Linked DNA regions of Mus musculus: region 2 is linked to region 1. Evidence: chromatin contacts called from public promoter capture Hi-C data. All regions are on one chromosome and are shown on one strand. The core of a region is the stretch at or near the end of the contact, and the rest is flanking DNA. Distances in the headings are between cores, read along the strand shown.

Region 1 (5,598 bases), core at 2,045-4,544:
ATAAAAATCTATAGACTAAAAGTAGATGTAAGTAGGTAGGGAGCTGGAGAACAACCCAGAAGACTCCTGGGCTCCAACGCTACAGTGCACTGAGGTTTAGCAGGATAGGGCTAGATTTCATCTATACGGTGTAGATTCCTTTAAGGTCCTTAATGCCTGGAGTCAGCACAAAAGCTAAAGATAGATGTTGGCCTTCCAGGAAGCCTCAAGATAAGTTTGTGGTCAGCCAGGCTGAACTGTATTAACAAATGACAACTACCTCTCAAAAGGTCACAATTTAGGTCCACAAAGACACTCAAGCCATCTGTGTCAGATTTCTAGAGGGCTTTGCAAATTAATTAGCTATCAGTTACACAGATAAACTGCCACAGGGAGACAGCAAGCTGTTAGCCACAAGTGAGCCAAGGATCACTCAGTGAAGTAGGGCACTGTGGTTTCTACCGTTGCTAAGGGGACAAGATCCCCTATCATGGGTCAGCTGCCACAATCCCCAGCTGGAACTGGCAACCCCCTAACTGAAACAATTCACAGCTCATTTCTTTGAATTTAGTTCTCCTGGAGGCTTTAAGCTCAGCGAGAGATATGCTGTAAAGCAATTTGGTGTTTCATGGCAGATATGTGAGGCTATCAGTAGGTCCCAAGTCTGGGAAGTTCAGGGTTTATTTTCCTTCTTTCTATATAAATGTTGGAAAAAAATAGATGATGAGAAATCCAAGCTTAAGAACCAGGTAGCATCCCTTGAGTGAAAAGAATCAGGTACTAGTGTACTTGGTTAGGCAGCTCTAATGCACTTAGATGCTTTTCCTACCTGTGAGGACATCCTGTCTCCTGCAGATGTATAACCAGAGCTCACCTATTCTCTGTAGATCTCAGAGCTCCCCTAACCAGAAGTGAAAACTCCCTCTTTGACACTCTTGGGAGCTGTATTTGCAACACAGGAGTCAAAGTCAAGAGACGGAGGCCAGATAGCTAAAGGCAGGGCTATATGGCCTTGTACAGATTTCCAAGTCTCTCACAGAGCATAATATAATACTTCTTGCTTGTGAGGACTCATGGGGAAATATACATGCATTTCCTAGTGTACTGTAAAACCATCAAACCCTCCATTTCTGTAAACCCTTGGTAAAACCATAGTGGATCTGATAAATGGCACAGGAGGTGGTGAGTCTAACATAGAGCCACTGAACCTACCCTGAAGAGGTGACCCACAAGTATCCACTGAATGAATGAAGAAAGAGACTGTGCCTGGGGAATAAGAGCATTTGTATTTATTTCCTCTTAGCCTGTCTTTCCCATGTAGAGACGAGTAGACAGTTCCATTCCTCAAGAAGTGCTAGTTCTGCTTTGGGATTGGCTTAGAGTTAGAGAAGTAGCCTGTGGGAAGATCTGAGTTTACCCACTGCAAACCGTTTCTAAACCGGCGTGTGTCATCAAGCACTGTCTTTGCAAGAAGACTCCTGGGACTGTAGTTCCTCAACAAAAGAAAAAAGTAGAAGCTCTTCCCCATGACCCCTTCTGCTCAGGAGGTTTGCAGAAGTACCAAGACTCACTAGAATCCTATTCAGTCCTTGCTCAATTAATCCCACTAATGTGCCTCCAGAGCCTGGGTGGTTCTCAGCTCCATATGAGTAATTTACTATCTTCCAGATATGTTAGCTTGATCGCCATTGTCTTTCCTGTTGAAATAGTTGTGATGGAGCCTCTGTGGGGTAGCAAATGGCAGAGATATGGGGAGACAGGGCTGCCACTTGATCTACCCTCTTGAGCTAACCTTGAATGGATGAAGGGACAAGAGAAAAGCAGGACAAGACAACGTGGTGGGGGCCCTGGTGCACAGGGACCCCAGAAAACGCATCTAGCAAGACTTTGGTGACCAAGACTGAGTAGGAGATCCTTAAAAGTTGCAGAATTTGATACAGCTAGACATCTGAGGGTCTCATGAGATGTTTGCTTCACACCTCTTTCTCAATTCCTGTTTTTGTAGGATGACTACATTTCTTGTCTTGTCTGGAGTTGATAGTGATGGCATTACTGGCCACTGACAGTCATCTTAGCTCTTTGACTCATTCTCTGTCCCTCTCAAATCTACCTAAACGGGCTAATAAATAATCCTGCATCCCCTCCTTCTGATACTATCCCTATTGTCCTGGGCACTTCATGGATACTCACCAGGGTGTTGTTGATCATGCCATGTGGCATCAGTAAGGATGAAGGATGGTAGGCATGGTGGTGGTGTCTGTCTGCAGATCAACAGTTGCCATAGTAATCTATACCTAAGGTCAAATGGTTTGCTGGCATGCCTCCTTCTATCAATAGAGCAGAACCCCTGGATGAAGGTATCCTCCTGGCTTCCATCTTTTACCCAGTGTCTCTTTATTGTTTGACTAGTCACTTCCTAACTCTTGATCATGTACTTACAGAAAAAAAAAGTTATTCTCAGGGTATTATTCATAGTCATAAACTGTTTCCATAAATAACACAGCAAATATGTACCTATAACTTACAGAAACTGAAAGAGTGACATTTCTTAAATAATATCTATAGACACATACTCTAGAACCTTCATGTGGAGCTTCAGTGGACTATCTGTGGGTATCCCATTTGGGAGATGATTACTGACAGATACCAAAGAGAAACTGGATTGTTTCTAAGCAGGAGTCTGAAAATGTTTTGAAATCATAAGAATCTCTTACAATGTCTTCCCATGAGTAGGGCATTCATGGTAAGGGAATGCTGTGGAGTTTTGCGCCTCACAGACAGCTTTTTTTTTTTTTTTTTTTTTTTTTTTTTTTTTTTTGAGACAGGGTTTCTCTGTATAGCTCTGGCTGTCCTGGAACTCACTTTGTAGACCAGGCTGGCCTCGAACTCAGAAATCCACCTGCCTCTGCCCCCAAGTGCTGGGACCAAAGGCGTGAGCCACCACGCCCGGCTCACAGACAGCATTTTTTAAGAGTGTCTAATGAGACCAGTCTTCAGCTCTGCAATCCTAACTTGCAGACACCATCAGTTCCAAGAGGCGGGGACAACAAGCAGTCAGTGTGATGCAATGTCTGTGTAGAACAAGTAGATGTTCATAGGGAGGAGGGAGCTGAGAAGACTGAGGGAATGAGTTTCAAACAGAGAGAAAAGAAGGCCCCTTCCCCTAAGATCTCTAAACACCTTAAGGCCTTAATCATGTTCTGCTGATTTGGATTCCCTGGGGCATCTTTGTGCAGAAGTTGCCGGAATTAGCCCTCTAATAGAGGAACTCACAGCAGCAACAAAGACCTATACTGGGAATCTAGAAACAGCTGGCTGCCTGGCTGGTGATAAGGCCACTGTGCTCAACTTCCTGACACTGTCCGAGGAAGACCTTGGCACCATTCTGCCCCAGCACCCTCATCGTGTGAGTAACCATGCCAAAGTAACTGGCGAGCCACCTCTGGGTATTTCAGACAGTGCAACATGAGGCTAAGATCCATAGCAAGATTGTTATCACACTCACTGAAACCCCACCTCATGCTCTCCCAGGATGCCTCCTCATGGCTGGATGCTCCACTTCCTCATGATAAGATTTTATTGTCAGAAGAAAAGCAAGCTTGAAGTTGACTTTGATGTTACTTAAGTCACTGACACGCAGTCAGAACCAGCTGGTTAGGTGTAAAACTATCAGTCAGGGTCAGCTCAGCATGCACTGATCCATGACTAATTGCACCAGCAAGGGGAGGCTGTGGAAAATGCCTTGGCTGAGATGAAACTCTAATGCTGATCTGTTAGTCTAGAGCAGCGGTTCTCAACCTAACACTTGTGACCATTTTACACAGTTCCTCATGCTGTGGTGGCCCCCAACCATAAAATTATTTTTGTTGATATCTCATAACTGTAATCTTGTTACTGTTATGAATCATAATGTAAATATCAGTCCTTAGCCTTAGCACAGACTTAGTCTTGGTCTTAGGCAAGCCCTATGAAAGCATCATTCGGCTCTCAATGTATCACAACATATAGGTTAAGAATCACTGGACTAGAGAATAGTCTACCATTTTAAAATTATAGTTTGAGCATCAATAGGAATATCAATAGTACATATTTATATGAAGAATTTTTTATAGATTACATCTTTTTATACCTGTGGTTTCATTTGATTTTCACAAGAATTCTCTGAATTACTGCTTAGGATATCTGAAAACACTGGTATTATTTTCAGGAAGCTTGGTACACATAAGAAGCCCTTTCATGCCGCCTTAAAATTCTTCCTAACAAATATATAAGTAAGGTATTTTTCTCACTCTTACTTAAACCAAAAACCTGAAGCCTCAGGACTTCAGGTTTAGCTTTTCTAAGGTTGTATAGCTTATCAGTGAGGATTGGACTTGGATTTTGGCTGATGGCCTCATAGCCCATGCTCTCAATGCTTCTCTAGTGACATTCTTATATACCCATTTAACAGATGAGGAAACTAATAAACAAAGAAAAAAGGTAATTGCTGTGCTATGAGAAGAATTTCACAAGAGCTTCCAACCTGAAATTCCATTTTCCAAATAATCTTCCTGTACTGGCTAGTTTTGTGTCAACTTGACACAGCTGGAGTTATCACAGAGAAAGGAGCTTCATTGAGGAAATGCCTCCATGAGACCCAACTGTAAGGTATTTTCTCAATTAGTGATCAAGGGGAAAGGCCCCTTGTGGGTGGGACCATCTCTGGGCTGGTAGTCTTGGTTCTATAAGAGAGCAGGCTGAGCAAGCCAGGGGAAGCAAGCCAGTAAAGAACATCCCTCCATGGCCTCTGCATCAGCTCCTGCTTCCTGACCTGCTTGAGTTCCAGTCCTGACTTCCTTGGTGATAAACAGCAGTATGGAATTGTAAGCTGAATAAACCCTTTCCTCCCCAACTTGCTTCTTGGTCATGATGTTTGTGCAGGAATAGAAACCCTAACTAAGACACTTCCTATATTTCTTCAAAATAACAATAATTTATACTTGCTTTCATCTGACAGATTTGAAGGTCATGATAGGAAATATACTTCAAAGATAGAACAAACATGGAGGTGCAAAAGTATGCATATTCTTCTTGTAGAGTCCATCATAACCTTAGCAAGAGACTGCAGGATTGCCCAGGGTAGCAACTGAAGTAAGGATCTGCTTGAGTGAGGAGCTCAGAAGCTGTCAGTGCCCTCATCCTGGTGGGAGCTGGGCTCAGACCATGAGATAAGGAAGTGAGCTGTGCCATGGAAGTGCCAAGTCCATCTGAACACATAGACTATGGGAACAGGATGTCTCAAACAGGAACTGGAAGCTACAGTCACAGGCTGCAATTCAGTGGCTCAACAGACAGCTGCGGAGATGAAAAGAGTCTCCCTCAAACATTCATTCTGTCTCCTGTAGCATGTAGAGACCCCTGTTAGAGCAATGTATTGTCTCTACCCACTCTAGCTAACTTCTGACTCTCTGTCCAGCATCACCTCCAGTGATGGCCATTGCAGATGTGAACTATTCTAACAGGTTCCCAGCTTCTTATTCTATATTCCCAAGGCCTATTTTCCCATCAAACCATGTTCTACATATATATTTCCTAGGGCAGGCTAGGTCTTGCATCTTGAACCATAGTGTTCAAGCAGCT
Region 2 (5,739 bases), core at 3,202-5,701, 110 kb after region 1:
AAAGGAGAGAATTTGGAAGGGTGATAGACGTATGTGACATGAAAGTGGAAAGCAGAATGCTGCGGGTGGACAAGGATGAGGGGGATGGGGGTGAAGAGATTGTGGGGAAGAGGGTGTGGAAGAAAAACAACTAAGAAAGTATTAAGAAAGTGCCACAAGGAAACCTGCTTTGTGAAGTAATCAAAATATAAAGTAGGATTTAAAACAAATTTGTAGTTGCAGTCCAGAGTCCTATGAGTGCATCAGACTCAGGGGGAATGAATGGACTTTACTCAATATTACTCAGTATTATCTGGTTGAAATTGGAGAAAATGAGACCTGAAGGAAATCGTGAAAACATATATAGTGATTTCTAGGTAGAGTTGGAGAACCTGTCATCATGCTCCATAGGCTAAGGCATAACAACTTCCTGGGTCTACAGTATTGAGGCCAGCCTGGCCAACAGAGCAGGAAGGCCTCTTTCTCAAAAAGTAAGAAGTATATCTATGTATGTATATATGTATGTATGTATCATCTTTCTGTCTGTCTATCTATCTATCTATCATAAATCTTTCCTATATCTCCAGGTATCACCTACCTATCAATTATCTTCTTTCCATTTATTTATATGTCTGTCTGTCTGTCTATCTATCTATCCATCTATCTACCTATCTGTCATCTTCTATTATCTATCATCTATGTATCTATGTATCTGTATCTATGTATCTATCTATTTGTCTATTTATCTATCTATCTCTCTTATTGTCCACCTACTTATTCATACCTTAGTGACACTTGTACTTAGAAATCCATGCCCTGCTGGAATCTTGTCTCTTTCTATCACATGTGGATTCTAAGGAGATGCTGGCACAGTCTTTTCACCATTTGGTACACTCTACACAGCATATCTCAGGCTCTACACTCTAAGCCTCATTATTCTGCCTTTTATATAATACAAGAAAAAAATGTGGGTTTCTTCATCCATTTCAGTAAAAGGAGCAAGAGCTGCTAGAAGCACGCTCACTGATAATATAAGAAGTGCCAGCAGAGGGAAGGGAGGGTAACCCAAAACCACATCAAAGCTATTGTATCTTGCAAGTCCAAGCAGGACCATTTAATGGAAGAACAAAGGTACGTTGAGCCAGTGAAAACCTTTCAGGCCCACAGTTCTGATCCCTGGAGCTCACTGATATTCCCGCATCCCCAGACATTGATAGGGGAGGGTGTGAGCCATTTATAGGCAGGGAGATAATAATCCACTGAAAATGGCTCGTTAAAGCTATTCAGTCTCTTTGAAGTTTGAAAACTACTCTTTCTGGAGAGTGAAGACTCCCCTGGAGCTCACTGGCCAGCCAGTCTAGCCAAATCTATGAGTCCAGGATTCAGTAAAAGACTCTGCCTCAAAGGATAAGATAGTGAGCAATGAAGGGAGATGTCTGACATTGACATCAGGCCTCCAAGCACACACACACCTGCACACACACAAATACACACTCAATAAATATAATATACATTCTTAAAAAAATAATCACTAGTTTATGAGTGAGGAAAATAAGGTAGTATACAGCATGCATCAGCACTTTTCATATCTGCAAATCTCCTTGCTTCCTAGGAATGCTGACCATTCAGGGATCACTTCTCAGAGCAAGGATAAATGACAATGGTATCTGTACCAATGGACTTGTCCGTCAATAAATGATGTCACTGTTAATTCATCAACTCAACTTCACTGATTCTTTGGAGCCCATCTTAGTTACTTTTTTATTGCTGTTATAAAACACCATTGCCAAGACTCACGTGAGATCTGTATAAGGTTTTCCTTAGCTGGAGGACGGCCACAGAAGTCAAGTGCCCCTTCTTGTGCGAATACATTTTTGTGCTCTTGGGCTAGAGGATAATCTGTCCTTTTGCTCTGTCTTACTTATGCTGGAGACACAGCCTCTCTTTGGCCTGGAATTCATCAAGTGGGCTAACCTAACTGGCCAGAGTACCCTCAGTGATCTTTCTATCTCTACCTTTCCAGCACTGGGATGACAAGCATGTACCACCAGAAGTATTTTATGTGTGTAGATGTTTTGCCTGCATTTAAGTCTGTACCACATGTGTGTTCTGTGCCTATGTAGAGAGGGTACTGATCCCAGGAAATGGAGTTACAGACACTTATAAACCACTATGTGGGTGCTTCAAGTTGAACTGGGTGCTCTAGAACAACAGCCAATGTTGTTAAACACAGAGCCTGCTACCCTAGCTTTTTTTTTTTTAATGTGAGCTATGGGGAATTGAATTCAGGTTATCACACTTGCAAGGGAAGTATTTTACCAACTGAGCCATCTTCCAAGTCAAGTGTCTTTGTTGCATGTTGTCAAGGGCCACATCACAGCATGGGCTCTCAGAGGTGAGATGACCTTGGTCCCCAGCCAGAGTCATCATATATGCTGGGGTGCCCAGGAGCTCCTCTCCCTGTCCTCCTCACTTTCTTGGAAGCAGTTACTTAGCAGACAACACTCACCCTCTACAGGCTCCCAACCATTACTGTGTGGCCTCCCATAAACAATCATCCGGGTGGGAAATAGATTCTTCAGATGGAGAGGTACCTTCAGACAAACTAACCCTGGGTAGCACCAGGTATGCAAACATGCAGCTGTGTCTGTCTCAAAAACAGTAAAATGGAGAGCAATACAGAGAGAGAGAGACACCCAATGCCAACCTCAGGCCATGAAACGTACACGCAAGTGCAACAATGCATACAACACACATATATACCAAACATACAAAGCAAACATCTCCCATGGAACGTGAGAACAGGAGTCACTTTTAACCTATATGCTTCCCTCTTCTTCCAGCTTGAAAAGTGTTCTCTCATCACTATGGTGACCTGCTACTAGGTGCCTGGTGTGTGGCAAGGCTGCCTGCACACTGAATTCCTTACTGCAGAAAAAGATGTGCCTGACTGCTTGCATAGAAATGATGTTAGTTGATATATTAGGCTACAGGGATGCCTAACTTATTTTCGCCTGATTCTTCTTCCTTCAATATCACTACCAGAAAGTTTAGAAACCTATATGACAGACAGTGCCATTTCTACTGGTCAGTGTCATTCTGTGGCAAAGAACTCCAAAAGTAAGGGGCACGCAGCAGGGGCTCTGGTGTCAAGGATAAAGTTCCACCCCTTCCTGCTCCACAATGCCACACCCACCCTCATAGGGAGAGGAAAAGACACAAGCCACTGCAAAGTTACAAATTTATTGGTCTGGAAATAAATACAAACATCTTATTAAGAAACTGCCCTGGAGAGACATATACAGTGATTTCTTGTCAGCATTCAATCACCCTGGCCTGGATTCCTGATCTTTCTACACAAGGTCAGTGGAACTCCTCCTCCACGGTAGGAGTTGGCAGGTAAACTGATCCCTTGTCTCTCATGCCGCCTATAGGGCATAACTACTTTTCCTCTAGCAACTCCAAGATCCTGGAAGTCGCCAGGCCTTGAGGGCTGACTCCCAACGATCAAGTGTCTCTGATCTGATCACATTTCCTATAGGAAAGGTTCAAGGTTAGCCACAGTAAGAATCAAAAGGCAGTAGTATGGAGCATGGGCATTAGGCTGGCATTGCTTAAGAGGCCAATGCTACAAACCCAGTCAGCAGGAGGGGCAGGAGAGGGAAGCAAGTTCCCGTGGAATGTACAGAACCCAAAACCAGTCCTTCCCCCACTAGAACATACGGTTCTCTCTGAAGAACCAGCGATGGGCCAGTTAAGAGACATTCAGCTATCAAGTTTCAAATCAATGCCAGACATCAATTATGGGAGACAAGGTGTGACTCAGTCACACAAGATTCCAGATCAATGAAATCACACCCACCAGGTTCTAGCACTTGGCCCTACCATGAGTCCTCAAAATCCCAGGGCCATTCTATCCCCACCCTTCCCATCCTAAAGACTCATCCCAGACAAGGACCCCTGTCACCTGCTGGGTTCTCCCTCTGCCTCAAAGAATGCAACAACAAATCAAAACCATCTTCCCGAGGGACAGAGGTGTCATCCACTCATTCACTGTGGAATGGGAGCGGGGTACAGTAGACTGCATAGCAAGAGTCTTAAATCACTGATGCCCCACATTTGCTGGATCACTTTCTCTATAAAGCCTGGGGTTTGTTACCAGTTTTTCTTGCACGTTAAAAGGTTGCCAGAAAAACAGGTTGTGGGTTTCAGTGTCCAGAACTTTAAAATCAATTCCTTCAAGTGAGCCTAGTAGACTTGTTGTGTTTTTCCTCTACCTGCCCTAGACCCTGCCTTTTTTTCTCTTCCTTTCTTGGTTTCTCTACTTAAAATAAGGCGCCCAACTTTCCTGCCTCTCTCTCTCCTTTCAAAACAGAAGTTTGTTTCCAGGAATGAGTTTAGTGGGGAGGAAACAGGAAGTAGGCAGGTTGGCAAAACGCCTATGAACCAGAATGCTGGATCAGCCTGGGCTTGGAGCCAGGCAGTGTTACAGCTATCTATTTCTTAGTTTTGGCAGTTTGGTGTCTGAGGGTAGAGAGAGGGTCCACCAGGCCACTTGTTAGCAGAACAGTACGCTGAACTGCTTCTTGCCTTTGGTCCACCACCACCCACCCTGGTCCCAGGAGGCAGTCAGAACAGCCTGGGTCTGCCACCGCCAGAGTTCATTCTTACAAAAGCAGCTTTAGATTAATACCGCATTAGCGTAGGGTGGCAGGCAAGGGTTGGGGGCTAAGGGAGAGGCCACCAGTCCAGGGTGACTGATGCACAGATTGCTTAGCAGGACACCTCCATGGACTTGGGCCCGGCATTGTTTCCGGTGGCACCCGAGTTGGGGGTGATGTTGAGACGGGCATCCTCACTGGTATGGGAGCGGCTACGGGACCCCTCACTGGTGTGCGAGCGGCTTCGGGGGCCCTCGCTGGTATGGGAGCGGCTACGGGTGCCCTCCAGGGATGTGACACTGGAGCCAGAGGCTGTGCGGGACCGCATCAGGCGAGTCATGCTGGCAGAAGGCACTGGGAACACAGAAGACAAATATGGTTAGGATACAGGAAGCCTCTACAGGTGTGGGACTCTACCCCTGGCTGCCAGCCATGACAGTTAATCGTAAGAGCCCAGCTGAACACCACTTCTCTATTGTCTTCATCCTGTGAGCCATCTACCTTCTGTGTCACTCACAAAGAGGACAGTAAAGTCCAATATGTGGGAAAGGCACATAACAATTACATGGCAAGAGTCCTGAGCCATGACCTGGGTCTGACCCCCAGTTTGTTATGTGCTTATTAGCTAGGTGACCACCAGATCATCACACTTGAAGCCTTCCCATTTTCATTTGCAAAATGAAGACTTCGTGTAACCTCCTCTTAAATGTACTGTCAGTAGGCAGTAGAATGTGGAAGCCAGCAAGGTTAGTTCCTGCACATCCCAAGAATAACCCCCAAGGTCTCACCACATGGTTCCTAAGGAAATGTTAGCCATCTGTCTGCCTTCCAAAAGCCTGCTAGCTCTCAAACCTTAGCATGACCAAAACTGCGCATACCACAGCAGATGACTGACAGAATGGGATACAAGACAATCCTCCTCCTATCTAGGGTGGCAGTGCTCCCCCCAAATTCATGCTCACCTGAAACTTCAGAATATGACCTTGTTTGGAATACTTAGAGATATTTAGTTAAGACAAGGTCCTTCTGGATTAGAATGATCCCTAATCTAAAGCCCAATATCATTAAAAAGAAAACAAGAGAGAGCCACCCCATATGG

Evidence for each region. Capture Hi-C pulls out chosen DNA fragments and counts their contacts.
Region 2: a contact with region 1 is called in a promoter capture Hi-C map of adipose tissue.

Annotation. Positions count from the first base shown.
Region 1 is chr15:66,815,222-66,820,819 of GRCm38.p6, forward strand. All of the region lies in intron 41 of Tg (thyroglobulin), which reads left to right. The region is part of intron 1 of Sla (src-like adaptor); the gene reads right to left. Among named protein-coding and RNA genes, the nearest start is that of Sla, 14 kb to the right of the region's middle.
Region 2 is chr15:66,926,115-66,931,853 of GRCm38.p6, forward strand. It overlaps Ndrg1 (N-myc downstream regulated gene 1), which reads right to left. Exons shown (of 16, transcript NM_008681.2): 16 at 3,204-4,994. The coding sequence ends at 4,753. Among named protein-coding and RNA genes, the nearest start is that of Ccn4, 38 kb to the left of the region's middle.